Regions from separate parts of the Mus musculus genome. Here region 2 is linked to region 1. Evidence: chromatin contacts called from public promoter capture Hi-C data. All regions are on one chromosome and are shown on one strand. Each heading gives the region's core, a stretch centred on a gene start, on an enhancer-like site or on the middle of the called end of the contact. The rest is flanking DNA. Distances are from core to core; before and after follow the strand shown.

Region 1 (7,162 bases), core at 2,251-4,750:
GACCAAATAATTAAATTATGCATCTACTCTATGCAAATGTATTTAAATTTTATAATAATTTAATCTGCATACTGGGAATGCTGATCCCATGTCATGAAAACGTCATAATCTCCAGCCTACCTCACACTGCCATGTTTCTTCCCATAAAAGGACGTCAATGTTCAACTACAGAGAGTTACTCTATAACCACAAAAGCAAAAGCTAGAAGAAATTTGGATGGGAAGACAATTCCCTTCTTCAAGGTCTAACCCATAGCATCTGTCCTCAGAGTTCTTGGAGACACCACAGCTGCTTCTGTGATTCAACCATCCAACAAAGGAAGTTTCATTTAATGAGCTAGTTTAGAATCATTCCATTTTGTCCCTCCATGGCAATGTCTGGTGACTTCACAGCTTGTCATAACTAAAGGAGGGACCACTGCCACTTGTGGGTGGATGAGGGGAGCTGCTTAAGCATTCCACCATGGACAAGAGTGACATCCCCAAGAAAACTAATCCAGCCCACACATCAGCAGTAGAGTGGCCGAGGAACATTGTTAACTCACCATGCTATCCCTACCAACAGACTCCAGTTTCCCCTGACCTGCTCTAAGAAAATCATTTTTTTATAGCTCTAACTAAAAATTTCTAACTGCAAAAGGCAAGCACTAGGACATGACACCAGGCCCAATCCCAAGCACTGTGACTGCTAATAGGCAGCAATCAAACTATGAAGCCCTAAATGCATGTCAGCAGGAGCAGAAGTGCTCAGCAGGTGCTCAGCTGGTGATGTCCCGGTTGCATCTAGCATTCCCTGAAGATTCTCTGCAGGTGCTCTCTGCATGCAGGTCTGACATGCAGCATTCCCTGCAGATGCTCTCTGCATGCAGGTCTGACATGCAGCATTCCCTGCAGATGCTCTCTGCATGCAGGTCTGACGTATCCCCTCAAGGCCCACATACACTTCCACTATGGAGTTTGCTAGTGAAAGCTGCATATTTGCTGTTGGGTTTTTCCCCTTTACATATATTAAAACTAACACGAAACTAGTCAGAAGACATGAAAATAGCAAATACTCCACAGTGCTCTCCACCCTGGAGACTGTGATTTAACACACCCCTGAAAGGTGTCTAAGTCAGATCTAAAGTTGAAAAGATATCAGCATTCTGAAAAAAGAAAAAAAAATCCCATTAATAAATAAATAGCCAGTATAAAATAATCATCAAAAGGAACTGTGTGCAGATATGTGTGAGCTACAGACACCACAGAGAAATCAGGGAGGTTACTTCTTAGGTAGCTGAAACAAACAAACAAACAAAAAAAGATGTATCATCAGACACTACCAAAGCAGATTTTCCAGTTTTCACATCTTAAATAGTTGCAGAATTTTTAAATTCATCACAGAGAAAAAACTTCCGAAAATTAATGAAAAGAAATGTCAGACTTTAGAAGCCTTGAAAATCAATGTGGGATTGGTTAATGAATGATGGCCCATCCACATATCAGCCATTAAACATCAAATTGAAGAACAGTTAAAGACATAGAAACACACAACAGCATAATGAAAGACAAGCCTCATCGATATACACAACATATCAATTCTCTATAGACTATTATACAGAAGTGCATGCTTCTATAAATGAATGTATGTGAATAAAGAAATACAAGCAGGCACACCATGAGGGACTGACTAGTGACAATCTGCTACAATGTTAACAATGGCTATCTGAGGAGGCGGAAGTTTACAGGCGGTTTCTATTCCTTCTTTGTGCGCCTCTGTTTTCCAACTGTCTTCCAGTGCGACTGTTTTGCTGTTTTGTGCTTACAGAGCTAATACATTATTACAAAGTTACACCTTCTTATCCCGAGCACTGCATAGAAAATGTAAAACAAACCACCTCAAACCTCAACGAAGCCAAGTCTTCCATCAACAAACAGCGAACATTCATTGAGCATTCTCATTATGTCCCTGGTTCTAATAACTTTGTAAATGCATCGACGGCTTTTTTTTGGGGGGGGGGGGCAGGGAAGGGTCGAGCCCTGAAATAACACCAAATGCAGCTGAGTGTTGCTTCCAACAATGGATTTACAGCTCTCTTCCCATGGCTTGGAATAAAGGGGGCTTATTAAATGATCTCTGAAGGTTTTCAAAGCTATGGCGAGATTGCTCATGAAAAAGAAATTTCATCAAATAAAGTGTGTGAAAGAGAGCTTGGAGGGTGGCAGCTGCGTGCAATCTCAAAAACAGAACTCTATAGAACAGGAAAACAACAGAATAATGTCTCTCAGTTCCTCCTCTTAATATCCTAAAACCTCTTTTCCAATATCATCGTGGGCAGAATGATCCAACTGTAGTCTGTGCTATTGTAGGTAAAAGAAAAACAAAAACCAAAAAACAAACAAAAAACCATTGGGAGGTTGTCTTTGCTGTATATATTACTTTAAAGAATAACCTCGAAGTAAACAAAAAAACTTTGAGATACAATTTTAGTCATGTTCTGGGGACACTGTGTACTAGAAACAAACATTCCCGTGTTTCATTAAAGGGTCCTAAGGGCAAGGCACTGGAACTTGGCAAAAGGCAGTTCACGTGTCAAATACACCCAAATCCTCAATACATGAAATGCGGGGGGTGAAGGGAAACCCCATTTCTCTAGGTGTAAATTCCAGCTGGGTAGTAAGAGGCAACGGGGCTTCCCGGCGATCTGTGGGATTGTTTCCCCAGCTCGAGGCCCGACCTAACGGTAAGTGCTAGGCCATTGGCCGGTGCTTCACGCGTGGATCGTGGAAGAACACTGACCTGTTAAGGTCTATTTCGTGTCTCGCTCGTCACCCTCGGAGACATAGTAGATGGATCTTTTGACGAACGCAAACCAGTCCTATGTATGCTAGCGCACACCTGTGACACATGCACGTATGCACCAGTGGGTCGATGGGGGACACTCGAGGAGCCCACTGGCAGGTTTATAGCACACGGAAACTATACGGGGGTGAAAAACACAAAGGCTCGAGGCACAGAACCAACTCGAGGATTGCAGATGCGCTCGCACATTCAACCCGGGACACAAAAGAGCAGAGATCAGCGCAGCCCTGCGGATGGGGACCGCCCGGGGCCCACGTGCGCTCCCCGCCGACCCCGCAGCCGCGCACCCCGAGTCCGCCGCGCCGTCACCAAACGGACCCGAAACTTGGCCGCGGGGACTTAAGAGCCGCGGAGCGGGAGCCTTCGCGCCGCCTCGCGTCGGCGCCAGCGCCAGCCACCGGTTCCCGGCCGTTCGGAGGAAGCTCGAAGGGGGCGCGTCAGCCCGCCCCGCAATCCCCTTAGCGCCCGGCCCGGTCGCCCCCGCCGCGGTGGCCACACTCCTCACTGACACCAAGGGACATTCCCCCGAGGCCCGCCCGCCCTCCCCGGCTCCGCCGCTCCTCACCAGAGCGCGACGTGCCAACGCTTCAGCGAGCCCAGAGCCGCAGCCGCCGCCGTCGCTCTGGCGCCCGCGGCCGCGCCGCCGCCATCTTGGCTCCGGCCGGAAGTGACGTCGGCACGGCGCCCACAACCCCCGACCCCGACCCCGACCCCGCGCGTAGCTCGTGGCCTGCGACCCCGAGGAGCTCAACACGACGGTCAGGCGTGACCCCGGCGGACTGTGTCGCCCTCTCTGTCAATCACGGACTCGCCGCTCGCCCCAGAGCGTTATTACCTCGAAGGGAAGCCCGCGTCGCCATGGCCGGGCCAGCCTGACCACTATAGAGTTAGGGCTGAGAAACTCAAGAGTTGGTCAGAGAAGCCACCCTACTTCAGACGACCGCGACTGACTGGCGTGGTGGCGCACACTTTAATCCCCAAACTCGAGGCAGAAGCAGCCAGAGCTACATAGTGAATTCCAGGAAGGCAGGACCACACCCTTAGACCTTGTTTCAAGAAAAACAAGAGCAGAATCCACTCTGAAGGCCACTCACTAGACCACTGCCAGGCAAATAGACCGTTTAAATGGTGTGCAAAGGACCAATATAGCCACACACACACAAACCCGAAACTTCAGCAAAGCAGATGCAACTGAGCGGCTGTATTCATCCCTTACCAGGAGGCATTTGCTAACTGCCAGCTATGGGCCTAGGTCAGTGCCAAGGCTCTGTGGTACCCAGCATGGCCTTCATCTTGCCCTTGGGAACTGCACCACTATTTACAAACAAGTGAGCTGGAGATGGATTGGATTGAACTGGAGACCACTTCTGACATCCCAGAAAAGAGGTTTGACGGGAACATAGTTGCCAATCAATCTGAAGTTGTAGAGAGATGAAAGTTACTTGTCACATCTAGATGGTACCCAGAGCCATGAGTACTTCAAGATAAAGCTATCCTCTGAGAAGAAAGGAAAAAAAAAAAAAATCTAAGTGTAGTGGGCCGTATTAGTCCTCTGAGAAAAGGATCTGAAAAATAGATAATGTATTATGTTCAAATGTGCCTCCAAAACTTTGGAAAGACCAGACAAGCTCATCAAATGTACCTGTTGTTTAGAAAGTACGTCAATCAACGTGGATTGTGGTATACTCTGTAAAGGATTGGTGACATGGTGATTATCTCATCAGTACTGTTGACAGGTGAGGACAATGTCAAGTGTTGTCAAGGTCTGGATCACCACAGAGCCCGTGGAGAGAGGAAATAAAACCTCAAATGTTTGCTTATGTCTCTCACTAGTCAAGAGTTTACAAACCTAAGAGAGACATGCAAACTTGTCACTAGAATATACACTATTATGGTACAGGCTGCCACTGGAATTTGCACTCTTTATTTGATTAACACCTTACTAAGTATATGCATCAAAAATCATCTGAGGTAGCGTGGGAGCAAAAGGGAGACCACCACCTCATCTACCACCAAACTGCCATAGCCATCATTTTAAAAGAAAATCTACTTACCCCCTGGCATCCAATAGAATGCAAAAGGAAATATAGGGGATTTTGATTTTTGTCAAATCAAAACATGACATGGTAAAACCAGAGAACACCATGCCAAGAAGGCAGTGGCTGTTCTTCCTGTCTTTAATCTGATATGACAATGCCTTTTTCCCCTGGGGCAACGGTTTCAGATTTGATGTCTTAAAACAACAGAAATTTAATCTCCTGCAAATGTAGAGGCTAGAGTCCAAATCAGTATCAGTAGACTCAAGCTAAGGTGTCAGTAGGACCACACTTCCTCTGAGGTCTCTAGGGGAGACTGTTTCCTTCTTCCAGCTTCTGGTGACTGCCAACATTCCTTGGCTTGTCACTATGCCACTCAACTCTTCAAGGCCAACATCATCACACTCTCTTCATCTTTACATCACTTTCTCCTCTGTAGGTAGTGAAATTTCCCTCTGTTCTTTCATAATCTATACAGTTGCACTGAGGATACCCAGCTAAACCACAGTTAATCTCTTCATTGCTGAGTCATAGCAACAGAAGTTCTGCAAGAGGTAATGCTTGAGAATTCAAGGGATTGAGTTGAGGTCAGATGCTTAGTAACGATTATTTAGCCTACCACACTGAGTAAATCTTCGGTCCTTCTAAATACCACCTCTAACCAACCACTGTATACTTTTAATCTGTGTATTTTGTTTGAACATGTTTCAATTCTCTAAACTGTGATACTTCCCAGACTGAACGACACACTTTATAGTTCATCTGTTCAATTAAAAAAGACAAAGGCTATGGAGATTACAGTGAAATTTCATTAGTGATGATTAGCTGTGCGGTGTACTAAATACTACTGTTTTCCTTCTTTGAAATGATGAAATGCCTTGCTAATGAAGGATGATGGGAATAGAGATGCTTTAATCAGAAATTGTGGTCTGTTTATTAGGAGACGGACGTATACAACACACTCACTATCAAAGTCTGCAACGTGAATGAAACTCCATGTTGCACAAGTCACCTGGCTCAGCCCTGGTCACTTATGCACATATTATGTGTTAAAATGGCACATGCTACACTCAAAACCCAGAGCAATGTCTAAGCACTAAATAGATAATACTTACGGGGGGAAAATGGCATCTCCCTGACTCTCAAAACAGATAGAGATAAGCAGTTATGTATAGCCCAGACATTGTATTTTTTTTTAAAAAAAAATGTGATTGTAATCAAAACCACAGCAATTTCTATAGAATTGCCCCTTAAAAGATTAAAAACTTAGCTGGGCGGTGGTGGCACATGCTTTTAATCCCAGCACTTGGGAGGCAGAGGCAGGTGGTTTTCTGAGTTCGAGGCCAGCCAGGTCTACAAAGTGAGTTCCAGGACAGCCAGGGCCTCACAGAGAAACCCTGCCTCGAAAAAAAAAAAAAAAAAAGATTAAACACTTTATAGCTAGTACCAAAGACTTTAAACTACAGTATCAGTGACAATGTAAGTGGACTTAAGACTCCCTGAATGACAATACTTATTCCCTGCTAGGTTCTGTTATAGACATTGTACATGGATTATGTCCCATTCATCACAGCTGTGTGTGGTGAGCGCATGTACAGCTGTGAGAACTAAGGCCAATGTGGATGAAGACATTGCCCAGTTAAAGAAATGAAGCCAGGGGCTGGAAATATGGCTCAGCGGATAAGAGTACTGACTGCTCTTCCGAAAGTCCTGAGTTCAAATCCCAGCAACCACATGGTGGCTCACAACCATCCATAAAGAGATCTGACACGGGAAGGGATTTAAAAAAAAAGAGGGAGGAGGGATTAAAATAAGAGAGATTTGACACCCTCTTCTGATGTGTCTGAAGACAGTACAGTGTACTTACATATAACAATAAATCTTATTAAAATTTAAAAAAAAAGAAATGAAACCAGGTTTTTAACTTGGACAGTTCAGTTCCATAGAAAGCACCCACCTCATTCATCCTTGGAGCACATACATGCATAGACACACACACACACACACACACACACACACACACACACTTAAAAGCTAGACCAGACCAGTAGCCATTGTAGGCAACTGTGTGTGTGTGTGTGTGTGTGTGTGTGTGTGTGTGTGTGTGTGTGTGTTGCCTGCACACATACACATTCTCAAGCATAATTTCTAAGGTAAATATTGTCTTGATGGCCCGTTCAATCACAATTATCAACTGTCATGTTCGAGATCACCATGCTTCCTCTAAGATATTCAAGACTTGGAGTAGGTAAGAGAAGTGTGTGTGTGTCTGTCTGTCTGTTTGT
Region 2 (7,162 bases), core at 3,077-5,576, 140 kb after region 1:
ATCCCATGTCCTGAGTCTCACACAAATCCTAACTTACTCATGTTCAGACTAACAAAATTGCTGAGCAAAGAGGAGGGATACTGCTCACTTACTGCACAAGTCAGTCAGAGCTGGAAAAGTAAGTGTGTGTGCGCGCGTGTGTGTGTGTGTGTGTGTGTGTGTGTGTGTGTGTGTGTGTGTAGAATATCTGCCTCCATTCCCTCCTGGAACCTTTGTGAGCAGCACATCTCTGGTGGTGGTGGTACAGAAGGACCAGGAGTTGAGTTGAATCCTTTAGTAAGGGACACAGACATCGGGCTGGAGAGATGGCTCAGCAGTTAAGAGCACTGACTGCTCCACTGAAGGTCCTGAGTTCAGATCTCAGCAACCACATGGTGGCTCACAACCATCTGTAATGAGATCTGATGCCCTCTTCTGGGGTGTCTGAAGACGCTACAGTGTCTTATTATAATAAATAAACAAATCTTTGAGTTGGAGGGAGCGGGGCTGGGGAGAGAAGAAGAAAGTGACTGAAGACTTATAATCTTAAAAAAAAAAGAATAAGGGACACAGACATTTGTATTAAGCTGCTTCAGGAAAGGGATAGAGTCTGTTCTCATCCCCAGGGGACAAGGGGATGTCCTCATGCCTCCTGCCCTGGCGTCCAGGCAGTGATCAAAAAGTGATTCACACCAATAATCCAAATGACATCACCAAACACCAGCCACACTTTTGATGATTCCAACATAGCCTTCGACATACTGGCATCATCTTGCATACGAGTCAAGGCCTGGGACTTTGGCAAATTTAGATGTCAGTCTGTCAACAAAAGGGGAAAGCCTGTCTGTTGGATTGGTTTTGCTCTCAGGATCCTGGCCCCCCTGGACCTCACCTCCTGGCTAGTTGAGAAGGATGGGAAAAGACAAGACAGAACAGTGTCCGAATGAAGATTGGGAAGTACAGGGAGGTTTGAGGATCAAGGGGTGGTGGAGGGGAGGAAGGGCAGGGCAGAATAAGACCTTATATTAATTTGTTTTAAAAATATGTATTTATTTATTATGTATGTGAGTACACTGTCACTCTCTTAGATATACCAGAAGAGGGCATCAGATCCCATTACAGATGGTTGTGAGCCACCATGTGGTTGCTGGGAATTGAACTCAGGACCTCTGGAAGAGCAGTGAGTGCTCTTAACCGCTGAGCCATCTCTCCAGCCCCCTTATATTATTATTTTTTAAAAATATATTTATTTGGAGAGCTGGAGTCATGGCTCAGCAGTTAGGAGCACTGGCTGCTCTTCTGGAGGAGCTAGATTTGATTTTCAACCCCCACGTGATGGTTCACAACCATCTGTAACTTCAGTTCCCAGGGATCCGAGTCCTCTTCTGACCTCCTTGGGCAGTAGGCACACAAACAGTATACAGACATACTTGCAGGTGAGCCATGTATACATATGAAGTAAAAAAAAAATTAAAAAAAAGTTTATTTTATGTATGTGAGTACACTGTTGTTGCCTTCAGATACACCAGAAGAGAGCATTGGATCCTATTACAGATGGTTGTGAGTCACCATGTGGTTGCTGGGAATTGAACTCAGGACCTTTGGAAGAGCAGTGAGTGCTCTTAACCGCTGAGCCATCTCTCTAGCTCCAAGGTAAAAATTTTAATGCAAACAACAAGACATTTTTAGATATTGAATTACATTCCTGTATATGGTGTGGCAGTGTGTATGTGTACAGGTATATGTGTAGCACACAGGGACCACATTGTACCTGTGTAGATCGGAGGACAACTTGTAGGGGTTGTCCTCTTTCCTTCCACCATTTAGGTCCCAGGGATCGAACTCAGTTCATCTGGCTTGATAGAAACCACCTTTATCCACTGAGCATCAGAGACCTGAACGTTAGTTTTTTTGTTGTTGTTGTTTTGTTTTGTTTTAAAAAACATCCACCTGAACACCTTTAGTAGTTTATATCCCATTTAGAGTCTCTTGAGTAGGAATCTTGGAATGTTTATTAGTCTCCAAGAGTAAGCCCAGGAACGATCCTGACAGACACTCTCTGGAAGTTTCTCCAGGCCTCTTTACCTGCATTTTGTCCTCTCTCTAAGAGGTTTGTCCCACGTGGGTCCAGGGAAAGTGGGTGAGTGGCAAGGTGGGGACACATAACCCCGGCCTTCTGTTTCTAGCTCTTATCCCTGACTCATGGATGACCTTGCTCAGGTCATGGCTCTGTGTTTCTCTCCAGAGGAAGAAATATCAGAGATGGCAATGCTTATTTTCCCAAGGAACTGGAGTCCTATAGCATGGGGGTGCTTCCTGACTCTCCTGAGCCTCAGCCTTGCCCTGTTGATATTAATTAATAAAAGAACACAAGTCAGATTAGGATCCAAGGGACTTTGGGAGACACTCAAAGCAAGAAGCAAGGAGCATCTGACAGGGAGATTTGCGGCCACTCTGAAGAAGCCATGCATGGCTTCTACAACATTTTCCAAGTCACGTTTCCACACAAATAATTTCCCTCATGCCCTCACGCTGTCTGTGCAAGGGCAGAGGAAACATTTCCTCTTAATTTCAGGACAAGGGAGTGACAGCCAAGGAGAGGCATTTCTCAGGTGTTTTGTTTTCAGAAGCCCCTTGTGTGACTTTGCTATCAGGCATGGCCCTGTTTTGTGAATTATCATTGGCTAAATACAGTGCATATACTAGATAGAAAGTGACTGTTGTTGTTGATCAACGTCACTTGTGAGTGAACGCCCTGTTTACTCTGGGTGTCCTCTTCCTAGATAAAAGCCCACCTCTCATCAGGCTAAATTTTAACAGACAAGGTCTGGGATATCTTCAAAAAGATGGAGGAACCTGTCCTATGGTTCTGTAGTCAGTGGTAGGACCGGGTCCAGACCTCAGGGAAAGGATTGGGGCTCTGACTCTCAGTGTAGGACTGCAGCTAGCCAGACCCCTTGACAGGAAGACACCTGAACACATTTAAACCTACAGCTCTGCCAGCCCAGAACAGAACCTGAGGCTGAAAGAGAGCAAGAATATTCTTTTCAGGATGCTTTTGCAGAGTTTAGAGTGGTGGCACATGCTCTTTCTGGCTGCCTTCTTGCATCCTTAACAACATCAATGTAGCTAAGGTACTTTCACCCACCCTAGTCCTTTCTTACCCTATACTGCCTCTTCAAAAGGCAGAGCCCCGGAAACTGGGAATTGCAAGACATTCTGTTGACCTGGTGAGAATCGGAACACAAGACAGGGGCTGTAGGTCTAGCTTGGTGGCCAGGGTGTGTGCAAGGGAAGAGCGATTGAGGGGGCCCAACACCCAGCCCCTCCTGGAACTCATGCAAGTTCTTGGGCCTTTGGCTCTGTCCCAAAGGCTCAACTGCCTGATCCCTGGCTCAGAGGCACCAACTGGCTTCCAAACTGGAAAAAGAGGTCATCCAACTCCCTTCCAAACTGGGAAAAAAAATACCCAGACTTAGCTCTGAGGCTTCGGAATAGCTGGCTCCACCAATCCCCAGCAGTGCCAGGGGATGGGGCAGGGTCAATGGGGGCCAGTAACTGACAGCTGTTCCGTGGGTTATTTTGGGCCAGGGGCTGAGCTTCTCGGTTCCAGGGTGTTAGGATTAAAATAGCCACCTGCAGGGCGATTTGCCTGTAGCAGTGTAGGGGCTTTTCCAAAAAGCAAACATTCAAAGCCCGGCAGAGGAGTAGAATACGGGGTTGGTTTGAGGAATGGCAGGGAAGGAATTCTATCACTGTCTAAGACCAACCTCACCTCTGAGGAGCTGGGCTCTAAGCGTTGGCATCTCTCTGACCAGATCACTTTCCTGGGCCATCAAAATGAAGGGTTGATGGGGAAAGAAGGGTTGGTAACTCCTAAACACAGCTTCTGGCCTTCTTCAGTCCTCAAAGGGAGCGGTGAGATGTCCCCACCCTTGCCTTTTCACAGATGGTTCCACAGGAGTTCAGGGGGCGCTTGGAGGCTCTGGTTGCAGGTCACCAAACTGCCCCAGTACCTCTTGCTTTGGCCTTGCTCAGAGCTACAGAAGATTCGTGTTGGGAGGATAATCAGTTCTATCTCCAAGCTCAGGACCAGCATGGAAAACGCTGACTGGCCCTGGCTATCCTTCCAGTCACAGCGGGACCTTGGCAGCCACCCGCCTAGCTCACACCCTCCTCCTGCAGGAGGTGGGGCAAAAGCAGGTGGGAGGAGGGGGTCGAAGGGGAAGCCCAACCATCCTGGAGCCTAGCCAAAGCTCAACTTCGCAGCCCCAGGCGGGGACTTGACAGCCTGCGGGCTTTGTTCAGGACTTCGAGTTAGAGTGACCTGGGACCCTTTGGCAGAGATGAGGGTGGCGCTCTGGGCGCATGCCCCAGACACGCCCCATGGAAATCGCTCCAGGGATCCGTCACTGAACTTAGTCTTGAGCACCGCTGGCCAGGTCTGTGCGACAGGTCCCACTTCCCCGCCCGAGTGGGGTCGCTCTGGGCTCCCTCCACGATCTCCACCTGTGCTTTTGAATGTTCCAGAGGGTCAGTTTCCTGTGCGGGTAAATTCTGCGCCCAGCACCTCTCATCTTCCTCCTCCCTCCCCGCCTCCCGGACACCCCGGGTCGCTCTGTCCCCGCCGCACTCTCATCGCCCCCGCGCGCCCCGGCGCAGCCTCCCCGCCCTGCGCCGCTGCCCTGGGGCTCTCGGCGCCCCGGAGCCAGGGCCCCGCTGCGTCCTCCTTGCTGCGAGCTGAGTCCTCCGGAGTCCCCCGGGCCATGAGTCTCTGCGTTGCCCCCCGCCACCCCACGGGCGCTGCTGCGGCGCTGGGGCTCGGTAGCCTCTTGGTGCTGCTCGGGCCGGGACGCGCGTGCCCCGCGGGCTGTGCTTGCACCGACCCCCATACCGTGGACTGTCGCGATCGCGGGCTGCCCAGCGTGCCCGATCCCTTCCCCCTGGACGTGCGCAAGCTGCTAGTGGCCGGCAACCGCATCCAGCAGATCCCCGAGGACTTCTTCATCTTCCATGGAGATCTGGTGTATCTGGATTTCAGGAACAACTCGCTGCGCTCGCTGGAGGAGGGCACGTTCAGCGGCTCGGGCAAGCTGGCCTTTCTGGACCTGAGCTACAACAACCTCACCCAGCTGGGGGCCGGCGCCTTCCGCTCGGCGGGGAGGCTGGTCAAGCTGAGCCTGGCCAACAACCATCTGGCCGGTGTACATGAGGCTGCCTTCGAGAGCCTGGAGTCCTTGCAGGTGCTGGAACTCAACGACAACAACCTGCGCAGCCTCAACGTGGCGGCTTTGGATGCGCTGCCGGCACTGCGCACTGTGCGCCTGGACGGGAACCCCTGGCTGTGTGACTGTGACTTCGCTCACCTCTTCTCCTGGATTCAGGAGAACACATCCAAATTGCCCAAAGGTGAGCCAGAGGGTGGCTGGAAGCCAAGGCTGGGTCTGGTAGGGAACGCTGGAGGAATCCAGCACGGTCAGGATGTGTGAGGCCTCGTTTTGGGGCTCACCAGAAAGTCCCCTGAACGAGGACCCCTGTGGTGTAACTCCATAAGACCAGCTGTCTGAAAGTCTGAGATGTGTTGGCAACGAGTGTTAAAAGAACACACCCGGAACTCTCTCAAGTTTCTCTTTCTTCACTTATTACCCACCTTTTCTCCATCATCATGGTCCACATCCTCTCTGGGAGCTTTTAGGTCCCAGGACAGGTGGGTGTGAGCAATGTACTGGTCCCTCCTAGTAGGAAACCCCTCGTTGTGTGGGACACTATACCATTTCCAGACCCCAGAGGTGAGAGGAGCTGGCCAGTTCTGAACGGGATCTAGCTGCCACAGATTCCAACCGGGTCCCTCTGTTCCCATCTCTCTTTGACTTTTTGGTCCACCCTTGGTGAGAAAAATTGCCGGTGAGGACAAAGGCAGCCAGCCTAGTGTGGAAATGTGGGATTGAAACCTTCCGGGTGGGCACCTCCCCTGTTTTCCTGTTGCCCCTCCTGATGACCCATACACATACCCAATTGGCTGATGGGAACACAAGGGCACTGGGAACGCAGTACCAAGGAAGTAAAGGCAAAACTGAGAACGCTAACACTCATGGGGTGCGTGCTAGGACTGAAGGCAGGTGAAGTCCTTACCTTCCGTGGAGCCCACATGTCTACTCGTGAGACTGTGAGCACTGGCCTAAATTGACCTCTCAGAAAAAGCCCTTAAAGCTTTGGTGAAATTGGTTGCAGTCCAGTATAGCACACATTATAAAAGGTGGCATAGCTAATAACTTTTCGTTATTCCTGCCATCGAGAGCTGAGCAACACTGTTCCTCTGTGTATGGAATTCCTGTGTCCACCTGTTAGTTCTGCGGGGTCACAGGCGCACACCCTGAGCCCTGCTGTCATTCCGGAGTGGGCTCTTTCCCTAATGGCTCTACTATGTAACAGTTCCTAAAAGATTTGGTTTGCAAGGTGCAGAACCTCCCAGGTTTGAAGATGCCCTTGCTCTCCTGCCTGCCTCCCCAGATCTGCCAGGAGATTCTGAGTGACAGAAATGTCTTATGAAAGCCCTCACTGGAGAGCAGGTCACCTTGTCTTTATTGCCCCTGTCTTAGTGGACTGCTTCTCACTTACCTGACTGTGTATCCAGTTTTCCAGTTGAGGGCAGGAGCTTGGGTTCTGTTTTCAGTGCTGTTTTAGGTAACTGGGCCCTTAATGCTTCTGTACCTTGGCTCCTTGTCTCTTGAGTACTTGGGTTGACCTCTAACGCCTCCACAGAGCCTTAGGTCAGAGTTGGAAGTCCTGGGTTTGCATTTTGCTTTAAAGTCCTGGGCATTTAAGGTTTTTGAAGTTTTCCTTTTTTATGTGTTTTCAAGATCAAAACACAGTCATGGAGGTCTAACCCCAGAGCAAGGGGAGTTATTACTCTCCCAGCGACCATCATCCATGGGAGAAAATGGACAGCAGGTGGACATAGGAGACTAGGGAGGATGGCGAGACAGTGAATAGAGACAGTGAAAGGGTCTTGATAATAGGGCAAGGCTGAGAGGAAGACTGGTTTCATCCAGCTGGGAAAGGAAGGTGACAGCTGGAAGGTACTTCCTGGGGCACAGAGCCAAAGGCAGCTCCAGTCTTGATCCAGTTGCTTACAAAGTGTAGCCAGGAGAATGTCCCCAAAGTGAACCAGAAGCAGGGAGGG

What was found. Capture Hi-C pulls out chosen DNA fragments and counts their contacts.
Region 2: a promoter capture Hi-C map of adipose tissue shows a contact between it and region 1. The contact joins the promoter of Lrrc38 here to the promoter of Prdm2 in region 1. A contact is called at or near these places in 1 of 39 promoter capture datasets (stem cell-derived epiblast-like cells), 1 of 484 Hi-C or Micro-C datasets (embryonic stem cells), 1 of 115 datasets of contacts at active chromatin or transcription factors (embryonic stem cells) and 2 of 9 other capture datasets (adipose tissue and embryonic stem cells).

What each region holds. Positions count from the first base shown.
Region 1 is chr4:143,209,209-143,216,370 of GRCm38.p6, forward strand. It overlaps Prdm2 (PR domain containing 2, with ZNF domain), which reads right to left and starts at 3,501. Exons shown (of 10, transcript NM_001081355.3): 1 at 3,407-3,501.
Region 2 is chr4:143,345,424-143,352,585 of GRCm38.p6, forward strand. Lrrc38 (leucine rich repeat containing 38) reads left to right here and starts at 4,327. Exons shown (of 2, transcript NM_001162983.1): 1 at 4,327-5,388. The coding sequence starts at 4,746.